2 separate regions of the Arachis hypogaea genome follow, and region 1 is linked to region 2. A link is a contact called in public Hi-C data. All regions are on one chromosome and are shown on one strand. Each heading gives the region's core, a stretch centred on a gene start, on an enhancer-like site or on the middle of the called end of the contact. The rest is flanking DNA. Distances are from core to core; before and after follow the strand shown. Region 1 holds the start of LOC112755031 (protein AUXIN SIGNALING F-BOX 2). Region 2 has its middle 8.3 kb from the start of LOC112755030.

The links. A called contact is a pair of places that touch in the nucleus more often than the background predicts.
Region 1: a contact with region 2 is called in a Hi-C map of an unstated tissue, with 2.7 times the contacts expected there. The contact joins the promoter of LOC112755031 here to the enhancer-like site in region 2. A contact is called at or near these places in 2 of 8 Hi-C or Micro-C datasets (leaf and an unstated tissue).

Annotation. Positions count from the first base shown.
Region 1 is chr16:130,957,949-130,964,288 of arahy.Tifrunner.gnm2.J5K5, forward strand. It overlaps LOC112755031 (protein AUXIN SIGNALING F-BOX 2), which reads left to right and starts at 2,892. Exons shown (of 3, transcript XM_025802909.3): 1 at 2,892-4,490; 2 at 4,959-5,454; 3 at 5,541-6,340. The coding sequence starts at 4,039. The coding sequence ends at 6,308.
Region 2 is chr16:130,778,270-130,784,404 of arahy.Tifrunner.gnm2.J5K5, forward strand. No RefSeq gene overlaps it. Among protein-coding and RNA genes, the nearest start is that of LOC112755030, 8.3 kb to the left of the region's middle. Within about 2 kb of position 1,497, at least 2 of the 3 cell types and tissues checked have open chromatin away from gene starts, as enhancers often do.

The DNA.
Region 1 (6,340 bases), core at 1,642-4,141, 180 kb after region 2:
GAAAAGATTCATTTTTAGTACATAATAGTGATGTTGTTGAAAAAGGGAGGATTAGTCCTTGTTGTAACATTGAGAATGAATCCTTACTGTTGAAATAATGAAAAGTAGTCCTCGAAATTTGTACTGGAATACTGAAAATCAATCTTTTTGTGTTAAATTTTCACAAAGTTTTTTTTGAGAGGATCAATTTGTATAGTAAATTGTAGGATCGATCCTCTTATGTAAAAATGCATTAAAATTCATATTTTGTCATCTTTTAGCCCATAAAGAACCTCGAATGCATAATGAGGTGTTATATCATACATTTGTTTAAACAACACCAAACATTAAATTTAGAAAAAAATAAATATACATTATAATTTACTGTTCTTATATATATGAACCACTTTGAAAACTCTTAACCATTAGTCTTTATGAATTTTCTTGGGTTATAAAATATCAAGTTGGACTCTCTTACACCTATCTCTCACTTAAGGGTTCATGAAAAGATAAACTAACTTATGGTTGCTAGTGTTAAAAGGGTGAAGAATGTGAGACTTTGGATGATTTGTTTATTTGAAATAAGCTCCTAAGTTGGTTAGTGAATGGTTATTGGCATTTAAAGGGATGATGGTATGAGTGATTAAGGTGTTGTATGAAGTGAGGAGATACTGTAACTAGGGTTATGTGTGTATATTGTGAAGGTTTTAGTGGAGATTGAGTAGAGAGATTATAATTTAGTGAAATGCATGAGTGAGGTGTTGCATGTATGAACATACTTGAAATTTTGAGTTGAAGGTGATATTGTTTAGACAAGAGGTGAGAATTGACTAGGTCACCAAGGTAAGATGTATATGAATAATGAATGGTAAAAGTGATAGTGGAGAGTTCAAGATCTTATTGTGATGAAGTGGTGGGTGCAAAAGGTGAAAAGGGTACTGTGCCATTGTTCCTCATATTTCTCTTCTCATAAGATCGATCTTTATGTTATTGTATAAAATTGGCTCTCCTTTTTTTTATTTGGTTGATACAAATAATGGAATAACAACTAAATTAACGAAAGATATAAGATATTTTTTTTACCTTGAGTCATTTTACTTGAATATGTGAAATTATGAAAAATTAACTCGTGAAGGAAAAAATATAAAATTCAAAAGAAAAAATAAAACAATCTAGATGTATAGAAAAAAAATATAGAAGAATACAATTTAAAATTAAAATATTAAAATTCGACCTTTCAATTTTTGTTTCAAAAAATTTAACAATTTAAAATTAAAACTATACCCTCCCATTTCTGGTTTCAGAAAATAAAAAATTAAAAATTAAAATGAGATCTTTTTTATTTCATTTTTTTAAATAGTCTTTCATATTTAAAAAAAACAAAAAAGACAATATATTTAAAATATCATGTTTCAAATCTATATTAAAATTTTTTAGCCTTCAATTGATGCTTAATATAATTAAATAAGCATATTACTAAGGTTTTAGGAGTATGTTCTCCTTTCACATAGGTTTGGGGAGAGTATAACATGAGCGACGGAAGAGTGACTGGTGAGAGCTAGGTGGAGTGTTTGAGAGAAGAACACAGTAAGATTTTACCAATCAAGGAGATTACCAGAGAGAGTGCAAAGAGGGTTGCTTCAGGTGACAAGAAAGACTTACGTAAGGGTAGTGCTAGAGTGACTAATAAGGTTTCGTTTTGTGATAAGGGGATGGGTCTTTTGAAATCTTGGGACTTGGTAGGGTTGATGTCTTGGATGGTGATACGATAGCAGTAGTCACGGAGAAACAAGGTGATCCAACACCTCTAAAGATTAGCTTTACTGAAGAAGTTAGGAACACTTTATTAGAACCTTACAAGAAGGCCATAGTGATTAGGGTTCTTGCGAAACACTTTAGTTATATGGCTTTGGTACATAAACTGAAAGGGGTATGGAGGCTTAAAGGTGGCTATAAAGTTTTGGATGTTGGGTTCAATTACTTTCTCTTCAAATTTGATCTCAGGAAAGATAGGGAGAAGGTTTTATTAGGGGTTCATGAATGATGTTAGGTCATTACATCACGGTTAAACTATGGTCTTCGGATTTTAAACCATGTGAGATCTTCTTTGGGAACACCATGGTTTGGATAAAAATTGCGAGATTGAATATATGATATTACCATGAAAAAGTGATTATGCATATTGCCTCCATTGTAAGTAAATCAGTCAAGGTAGACCTTGCAACCAAGTTGGTGGAGAGAGGCAAATTTGCTTAGACTTGTGTTCAAGTGAATTTGGGATAGCCTGTTGTTCGGAAAGTGGTTGTAGACGACTATGAATATAGCATGGAATATGAATGTTTACAATTGATATGTGAGAAGTGTAATTCTTTTGGACATGTCGCAGGTGAATGTAGCATGATCGTGGTTACCTCGGCATATGTGGATGACCAGATAGGGGCATTTAACACGGCGACGGATCATGAAAAATGTTCGTCAGACTAGGTTTAGCAATTTTTTCAATTTGAATCTATACCCATTAATTTTACGCCAGTTACGAATTCCACAGAGAAGATAAAGACAAGCATGTTGTATGGGAGAAAGGAAAGGATAGTTATGTTGAAAAAAAAAGAGGACTGAATTAAGATTTGTGACGAAAGAAGAAAAAAAGTGGGTCAAACCAAAAAATTTTTTCGGACATAAATGACCGAACAAAGATATTAATAAAAATTAACGAATATATTGTAAAATAAATAAAACTATTAACTCATAAAGCTATCAAATCATAGTATTAAAAACATATATTAAAGACAATAAATACCTAATAACAATTATATAAAAAAATATAAAAAGAAAAGGAAAATTAAGATTTTCGTAAGTTGTCTTCTGAACTGATATCCATATTGTTCAAATTAAGATCTTCGAATTTCATTAAATTGTGGTTTCTGCAAAAGGTAGGAACAATATTATTATCAAATTCATATTTCATATGATTACTTAAAAAAAATAACAAGTTTCATTTTCATACTAAGTTGGTTAAAGCCAAACACTAATTTTATTTAATTTTTAAATCTCTTTGTACTTGATTACTGCAAAGACATTGGCAGAAGGGGAGAGAGAAACAAGAAAGTAGTGAGGTGAGGTGAGGTGAGGTGAGGGGGGTTCACTTCGAAAGCAGTGACAAAGACACATGCATGTTCACGCACTCAACGGCCAAGATTCTCTCAAAATCCCATCATCAAAATCGACGCTTAACGTTTCATTCTAACCTCTGAGCCCAACCCTAAACCCTATCATAGTTAAGGAATTAGGATCAGGTAACCAACCATGGTTAAATAAATCAATCCACACTCAACCAATTGGGCTTTGAGCTAACCCTTCTCTCTCTTCTCTCTCTCTCTCTCTCTCTCTCTGACTTTGGGTTTCAGCTTTAACAAAGAAAGAAGCATGTGAGAGTGGCAGAAAGAGAAGAAAAGGGTTTCGTTTTTTTTCTTTCCGCTATTGAGGTGTGTTCCTCTCTGTAGTCTATAATGTAATTACGATCTGTGCAAAACAACCTTAGATTTTCTCAGATCTATCTATCTATCCATTTTATTTTTTTTTTAACCGATATCCTCGTCGTCATCATAACCATTTGATTCGGAAAAATTCTTCTTTTTCCTGTTTGTTTTTTTTTTCTTTTTTACCTTTCTTTCCATCATTTCCCGATTTTCTCTTACTCCAGTTGTGTTCTGTAGAGAAAACTTGTGTCTATTTTGGTTACCCTTCAAGCAGATCTATTCTGTGAAATGTAAAATTTTCAATTTTTATCGGTACCTTTTTTCTCTTCTGTAGATCTCTCATGATGTTCTATACTTAGAGATCTTGTTTTTCTCGCCATTGTTCATACCAAGGTCTGTTTTTTCCCCCTCAGGTTTCAGATCTTAGGTCCACCATGGTGTAGATTAAGTCGTTTGGGGTGTTTGTTTTGTTTTTCCTTTTTTACCCCTTCCCTTCGGAGAAGATGGAAACTTTCCCGGAAATTTTGGGGGGTTTGAGCTGCTAAGTTAAGAAAAGAGAAAAATTGGAAGAAAATAAGAGATGAATTATTTCCCAGACGAGGTAATAGAGCATATATTTGAGTATGTAGGTTCACACCGTGATAGGAACGCTTTATCTTTAGTGTGCAGGAGCTGGTACAGAATAGAGAGATGCACAAGAGAGAAAGTGTTCATTGGTAACTGCTACTCTATAACCCCTGAGAGGTTGATTCAGAGGTTCCCTTCTTTGAAGTCTCTGACTTTGAAGGGAAAGCCTCACTTTGCTGACTTCAGCTTGGTCCCTCATGGCTGGGGTGGATTTGTGTATCCATGGATTGAAGCACTTGCTAAGGGGAAGGTTGGGTTGGAGGAGCTTAGGTTGAAGAGAATGGTTGTCTCTGATGAGAGCCTTGAGCTTCTTTCTCGTGCTTTCCCTAATTTCAAGAGTCTTGTTCTTGTTAGCTGTGAAGAGTTCACTACTGATGGTCTTGCTGCTATAGCTGCAAATTGCAAGTAAGAAATGATTCTTCTTTTTAGGGTGAATATTTTTTTGATGATTGTGTTGTTTTTGTTTGGTTTTGATCTTGTGTTGCTTTTTGGTTTGTAACAAATTGATGGTTCTAGCTGGTTTGGTAGCTATAGTGTTTTAGTTTTGTTATGTATGAATATTTCTCAGTTGATAATTGATAATTTGGTTGTACTCTTTAAGAAAAAGTGGTTGAATGGCTTTGAAGTTTGAAGTGAACTTATTCACTTGTCATGTTTTACTGAGTACTACATTGATCTGTTTAAATTTGTTAAGTTATTAGTATTTTTTTTTGTCTTCTCTTTTAGGATAAGTTGTTTGCTGTGCAATTGTTGGGGTTATGGATGAACATGTTTAAGAAATCTATTTTGCTTATATACAATAGAAATGGAGGATGATAAAAGTGTGTTCTTGACTCTTCATTTTGTTTTTATTTTTTCGGGATTGCAATATAGGCGTCTTCGAGAACTTGACCTTCAAGAAAATGAAGTTGATGATCACAAGGGTCAGTGGCTTAGTTGCTTCCCCGACAGCTGCACGTCGCTTGTCTCTCTTAATTTTGCTTGCCTTAAAGGAGAGATTAATACTGGAGTGCTTGAGAGACTTGTTGCAAGATCTCCTAACCTTAAGAGCTTAAGATTAAACCGCTCTGTGCCCCTTGACGCACTCCAGAGGATAGTGGCGCGAGCCCCTCAGCTAGTAGATTTGGGAGTAGGGTCATTAGTCCATGATCCAGCTATGGAGACCTTCGCCAAGCTAATGACTACCATGAATAAGTGCAAGTCAATAACAAGCTTGTCGGGATTTTTGGAAGTTACTCCTCGCTGCCTCACAGCTATGTATCCTATTCTTCCGAAATTAACATCCTTAAACCTGAGCTATGCAGCAGGCATTCCAGGCAGTGATTTGATAAAATTGATTCGTCACTGCAAGAAACTTCAGCGCTTATGGGTAAACACATCAGGCTCAAAATCTTTTCCAATTATATGTATATTGTTTTGTTGGTGGATGCTGATAACTTTTATAATTGTGTGCAGATAATGGATTCCATTGGAGATAAAGGGCTAGGTGTTGTAGCTAACACATGTAAGGAATTGCAAGAATTGAGGGTTTTTCCTTCCGACAACATTGGTCAGCATGCGGCTGTCACAGAGAAGGGATTGGTTGCGATATCTATGGGCTGCCCGAAACTTCACTCATTGCTCTACTTCTGCCACCAGATGACAAATGCTGCCCTAATAACTGTGGCCAAGAACTGCCCGAATTTTATCCGCTTTAGGTTGGCCATCCTTGACGCAACAAAACCCGACCCCGACACAAATCAGCCACTGGATGAAGGTTTTGGGGCGATTGTGCAATCTTGCAGGCGTCTTAGGCGGCTTTCCCTCTCTGGCCAGCTGACTGATAAGGTATTCCTCTACATCGGAATGTATGCTGAGCAGCTTGAGATGTTGTCCATTGCCTTTGCCGGGGAGAGCGACAAGGGGATGCTCTATGTTCTGAACGGATGCAAGAAGCTCCGCAAGCTTGAGATCAGGGACTGCCCTTTCGGCAACACGGCACTTCTGACAGACGTAGGGAAGTATGAAACAATGCGATCCCTTTGGATGTCGTCGTGCGAAGTAACCGTTGGAGCATGCAAGGTGCTAGCAATGAAGATGCCGAGGCTAAATGTTGAGATCTTCAACGAGAATGAGCCAGCCGACTGCGAGCCGGATGATGTGCAGAAGGTGGAGAAGATGTACTTGTACCGGACATTGGCTGGGAAGAGGAAAGATGCACCGGAATATGTATGGACCCTTTAGGTGCATTTTTAGGTCAATTTTAATTTTATTGT
Region 2 (6,135 bases), core at 247-2,746:
CGTTGCCAGGATCTATGGACCTCACTGTCTAATTGAAAACATTGCTTCGTTTATGATTTTCGTTGCCAGACCTTGTTGTGGCTACGATGGTGGTGACGGTGGTCCTTGATTGTTGAGGTTGTTATTGATGTTGAAGTTGTTGTTGCTGCGAGTGGTGGTGTTGAGGGAGGGAGGGGGAGTGTGCGTTAGGGAAGGGGTTGTGATGGGGCGGGGGCTACGATGGGGGAAAAGTGTGTGTTGGGGATGGGGGCTGTGACGGGGAGGGAGTGTGTGTTGAGGAGGGGGATTTGGGGGGTGGTTTGCCAGGTCACCAAAATACGATGGCCACGTCAATATTGTGCTTGCCAAAGATTTGCTCTGGCGAGCTCGGGGATACGCATGTCAACTTTTAAATTCTTTTAGGGACTATTTTGCCAGTAACAAAAGTCAGGTACCATTTTGTCGGTGCCAAAATCTTTTGGGTACTGATTTTGTATCTACATCTTTTAGAAAAAGGAAATTATGATTTAAAAAAAAATAAAATTGGAATGCTTTTAAAATTATAAAAATTAGAAACATTAGTAACTTTTGTAATTATAATAATTGTTAATTGTCACGTCAGTATTTAACGTTAACATTAACTTCTATTAACTCAATTGACGACTGGTCATTTTCGTTAAAATTAATTATCTTTTAGGGATTTTTTAAGTTATAATAATGCATTTTCAATTTTTTTAAGCTATGATGAATTATATCTATATATATAGAATAAATTGCATGCTAAAAAAATTATATATTATTCGTACATATCTACCTTATTTTCGTGTCATAATGATGTTCATAGTTTTTTTTCCTTTTTGTGGAACTTAAGAAGAGTGGTTTCTAAAAACTCCTTGTTTTTTTTGCACTAGGATATTCACCCGACGAATTCTTTGGATATTACAGAAGTATAAAATGGGCGACTTTTCTTAATGAACAAATTTCATTATCATCCCTGGGTTTTTAGGTTCCGTTTTAACTACCAAAAAAAAAAAATTAATTACCATTCTCTAAAAAAAATTAAACGGAAGAAAGATAGTTAAGACTTAAGAGACACAGACTTTTATCTGTGTTAACTTCTAATGTGACTCCTTTATTTTTAATGATACAATTTTGAGTATGTGTATTTTTTTGTGTTTTTTTTTTTGGAGTGGAGGAAACAAGTACAACATAAGAGCAAGTCTACTATTTTTATTGAGTAATGATTGGAAGTTTCAATTCCTTTTTGGAATTATCTCTGATATTTAAATGAATAAAATTTAGATATCTATGTTATTTTTTAAAAACATTAAAATAATAAAAAAATAAAATTTATTTATTAAAAACTTAAAAGAATAATTAGAATAAATTAAGTCTTTCAGTCATTTTTAATTATTTTTTAAGAAGATAAAACAAACATGTCACTCAGCACAATTTAGAAAGGTTTATGGACTAGCTGATGATGGGCTATGTAGCAAGTTGCAACCTCATTTTGTTGGTTTTTGGTTTTCTTATTAAACGTCACACCATGCTTTAATAATTCTAGATCGAGACATTTTGGAAGGATAACAATACGTTAAAAGCCCCAACAAATTTTGCAACATTGATTCGTACATATTAATATCAGTATACAATATATTTGAACAATAATTGAAACAACCCCCCCCCCCTCCCCTCCAAAAATGAACAACCATAAGTAACTTTTTTGAACTTTTAACTTATGAAAAGTAATACTATTAAGGTTTGGTATATTTTTCAAAATCAAATTGCAGTTTTCTAAAAAGTTATTTAAAACTTATAAAAAAATAAATTTTTTTTTATCAAATAAACACTTTTAAAACTAAAAATTCAAATACAAAATAATTTATTTATAAATTATTTTTAATATAATTATTTATTAATTAATCTATTTTTTCAAAAGTAAATTAAATTATTTATCGAAACTCAGTGTAAGACCACAAGGAACAATTTCACGCTTAGTTCATTTAAACTGCCGATCACACTGACACTTATCTGATTGCAGTATAGGTTCTTCACAAGAATTTTGTTCTTATAATTTTGGAAAAATTTTAAGTATATCGGAAAATACCGATGTTTCAGTTGTTTTAACCGTTGATTTCAATTAATATATATTATATATATTTTTTATAATTCAAATCAATGGTTAAAACAACTAAACACCGGTATTTTCGATACACTTAAAACTCTTCCTATCATTTTTATAATTATAAGGTGCCCTTTTCCATAAAGGGTCTAAAGTTGCTTGCCACTAAACACTTATATTCTACACTTTGTCTTGTGCCTACACAAATTTGGTTTAATATGTGACCCATTTCCTCTCGAAATTGGATTTTCATGGTCTGTTTTTTATTTTTGTTAGTACTTGGCAGGCACCAGATTTACTCTTCTCATTTTGGTCGCGTAATTTGTTCTGTAAACAGTGTCTGGTGCAGTTGAATGGCTCTTTGAGGTTGGCCTACCCTACCCTTGTTACTTAAAGGGGGTTAATGGTTAAAGCAAAGTTTTTAACCCTCAAAAGCCCATTTGATATAGGCCTTTGTGTGGACCCAAAGTATCTTTCTATCTGTTTGATATTCGATGTTTGACCATGAGATTGTGAAACATCGTACAGTCAAAAATTCAAATGGGAAATTCTTAAGCTCCGCTAGGTTACAAAGCACTGAAAAACAAATGGGAGACATGTCCTTAGGCTTTTCCAAAAAGAATTGTTCTACTGTTCCTGTACTCGTCTTCTTCTTTCTTTTTTTCAACCGTCAAAAACTCAAAATGGTACAAAAAACTTTTCCTTATTTACTAAAATAACGCCAAAAATTATGACCAATAATTTTTTAAAAAATTTGAAAATATTACAAAAAAAGATAAATTCTATAAATTACAAATGATTTTGTTTTGACAAAACGTTTAAGCATATTATCCACATTTTTGTGAAAATATTTGAATAATTATTTAGGAGATGCATGCTAAAAATCAAAACAAAATTCTATCTCTAAATCTCTCTATTATTGTTTTTAAAAAATTTTGATAATTCACAAAAAAAATCACAAAAACTTCACTTGAGATGAAATCATTAAAATTTAAAGATAAAAAAATTTATTTTTTTACTTATATTTATAAAAAATCGTATCAAAACTTAATTTCTAAATTTAAAAAATATTTAATATCTAATTTAGATCTCCAAAACTTATTTACTCTTCGTATCTTTTAGAAATACTTTGGTTAGCAGTACAAAATTTTGGTTCTATTTTAATAATTTATCCTTTTTCTTCCCTAATACATTGAGTTAATACATGTCTCTTAATTATTGAATATGATGCGACATCTACACTAATTCAATTTAACATTTTAAAAAGGTATAGTATACCAAAAAATAGGTACATATAATATTACCCTCTTAAAATTGAAGGGCTATTTAGAGATGAATTTATTCAGTTCATATATTAAACTAGATATCTCCATTCATCTCCTTAAGAAAGAAATTAAGAGATAGTAATATATTCTACGAGAGAAAACTATTATTAAAATTGACATTCTCATAATTAAAATGAATAAGAGACTGAATTTTAAGTTTTTTATTTTTTATTTTTTTTTCAAGCATGTTGAAATTCCTCAATGCTGAAATGAAAAGCGAAGCCAAAGATATCTCCAATGGTGGGTTTGGCTTTTGCGACAACTTTTCATTCTCTGTTTTTTATTTATTTTTATTTTTAATTTTTTTTTCTACAAAAATGGTTAAGTGGGTGACATCACTAGACCATTTGTGTGGTCCTCTGTACTCCCTCATCCTATCCATTCATTTCCCATCATAACCTTGCTTTACCTTTCAATGGTGTGAAAGATTTGAATTTTCTAAATTTTGAATTTTATTTTAGAAAATAAAGTATAATTTTTTATTATTTATTTTATAAATAAGACTAAAAAAATATAAAAAAATATTTAAAAGTAAGATATCACACTTTATTCTTTAAAATAAAAATTTAAAATTTAAATGATCCAAATTTATGTGTAAAAGAGTGCAGTGAAATAGTAAATAGAGATTAAAAGAGTGGAATGAAGTTTAAAAGAATAGCGCATCATTCTATCCTAAATGTGGCTCAATTTTTTGGAAATGGGGGGCATGTGTGTGCTTTGATCCGATATGGTTTAGGGGTGAAACAGACATATTTGTGGGACAGTTTTTTGTCAGTGTGGGCAGAAGGAAATCGGACCCTGCGTTTTCTTTGAATTTTAAATTTTTAGTAACAAATCGAAGGGTCCGATTTGTTTGGGTGAGAGATGAAAATTCGTATGCATGAAATCGGACCCAATGATATCACAAGGAAGAATTTTGCATGCAACTCGGAGGGTCCGAGTTCCACTCCAAGCAGATACAAACGCAAAGAAATCGGACCGTGGGTTTTGCTTCCACTCCAAGCAGATACAAACGCAAAGAAATCGGACCGTGGGTTTTGCTTGCTGTCCTCGAAGGGTCCGAGTTCCTACTACCCTGAACCCACATTTTTGTTAGATACCTCCCACCCCCATATCATTCTCATACACCAGCATGGGTCCAATATCAATATTAAAAAGCACCTAAATGTACTCCAAATTGAGAGCAACAAAAAATATGAATCTTTTTAAATAAAATATATGAAATCTATTATACCATTAACCTTTTTTTTGTTGACTTATATCATTAATCATTTCATTTCATTATTATATTATTAATCCAAACAATGAAAGTTTATTCTAATCTTCTAGGCTCCATATCATTTTGTTTACAAGGTTAAAAAATTATATTTGATTGAATATAATAAAATAATATATTTATATATTAGTGTGAGGTTCCTTATGCACCCGACAAGCAGAATTAAACTGGAATAGAGATTGGCGGAGGTGCAAAGAATTGTTCGAATAGCACAGCGGAAAAAAATATTCCACCAAGTGTAGTTAATGAGATCCACGTTAGTTTGGACGAGAGTGGTAAACATCATGTTGGCATATGTCTGATGAAGGGTGATGCAGTGCAAAATTCAGATTTAGAGGATGAAAATACAGTGGTGCAGAAAATTGGATTGGATGATGAAGGGGTTGTAAGGAACTTAGAAGATTCGGAGGACTCAGAGCAGGATGCAGACGGTGAAACTAATCAAGATGAACATGGAGGAAGTTGGGATAAAGATATGGCTGAAAATAGGACTGCTTGGGATCTGGCTGTCGAATCAGGAGTTGTTTTATATGACAAGGATGAGGACATTATGGCTATTCTCCTAGTTCAGAATGAAGTATTGGCACAAAAAAGAAGGCAAGCAAAACAGAAAGAGAAAGCAAGAAGATGCCGCCCCATAAACCGAAATAAGGTGTGTAATAGAGTTTTTAAATAATTTTAGTTCGTGGAATATGCGGAGTTTAGGGGGTGTGAAAAGTGGAAAATGGTAAAAAATTTAAGCGTAAAAATAATGTGAATATGTTAGGATTGATAGAGACAGAGAAGGATATGATTTCTAAGTTTGATGTAGTACAATTTTGGGGTAATGATGTGGTGAGTTTGGAATTTGTGGGATCAGATGGTGCTTCCAGAGGTTTATTAATAATGTGGGATATTATGATGTTTAGGTTGAGTAATTGTTACAAAGGGGAGAGATGGTTGTGTATAGAAGGGGAATTGACAAACAATAATTTTTATTTGTGCTAGTTGCTTGGTGTATGGTGCGCATACAAGGGAAGAGAAGCTTGCTGTATGGGAAGAGTTGAGTTTTTTATCAGAAATATGTCAGGTTCCTCTTTGCTACATGGGTGTCTTCAATGAGGTTGTGCAGTTGGAAGAAAGAAAAGGCGCTAGTGTGTTAACAGCATTATCGAACTGGTGGATATAAAGTTGAATGACTGTAAGTTTACGTGGTTCAGGGGGTCAATCGTGCAGTCAAATTAATAAAATATTGGTGAGTTTGGTTTCATTGTTATCATTTGGAGCACTTGGTTGAAAAGAAATAACATAATTTTCAGGAATCAAGAATCAGGTGTTGCAGGAGTAGTCAGCAGGTCGATTAAAAGTTACAAAGAGTAGAGTGGTATTTGATCTTTTGGGTTGTTGATGATTTTTGTCGAAGATGATTAGGAATTAGTTTATTTTATCTGTTT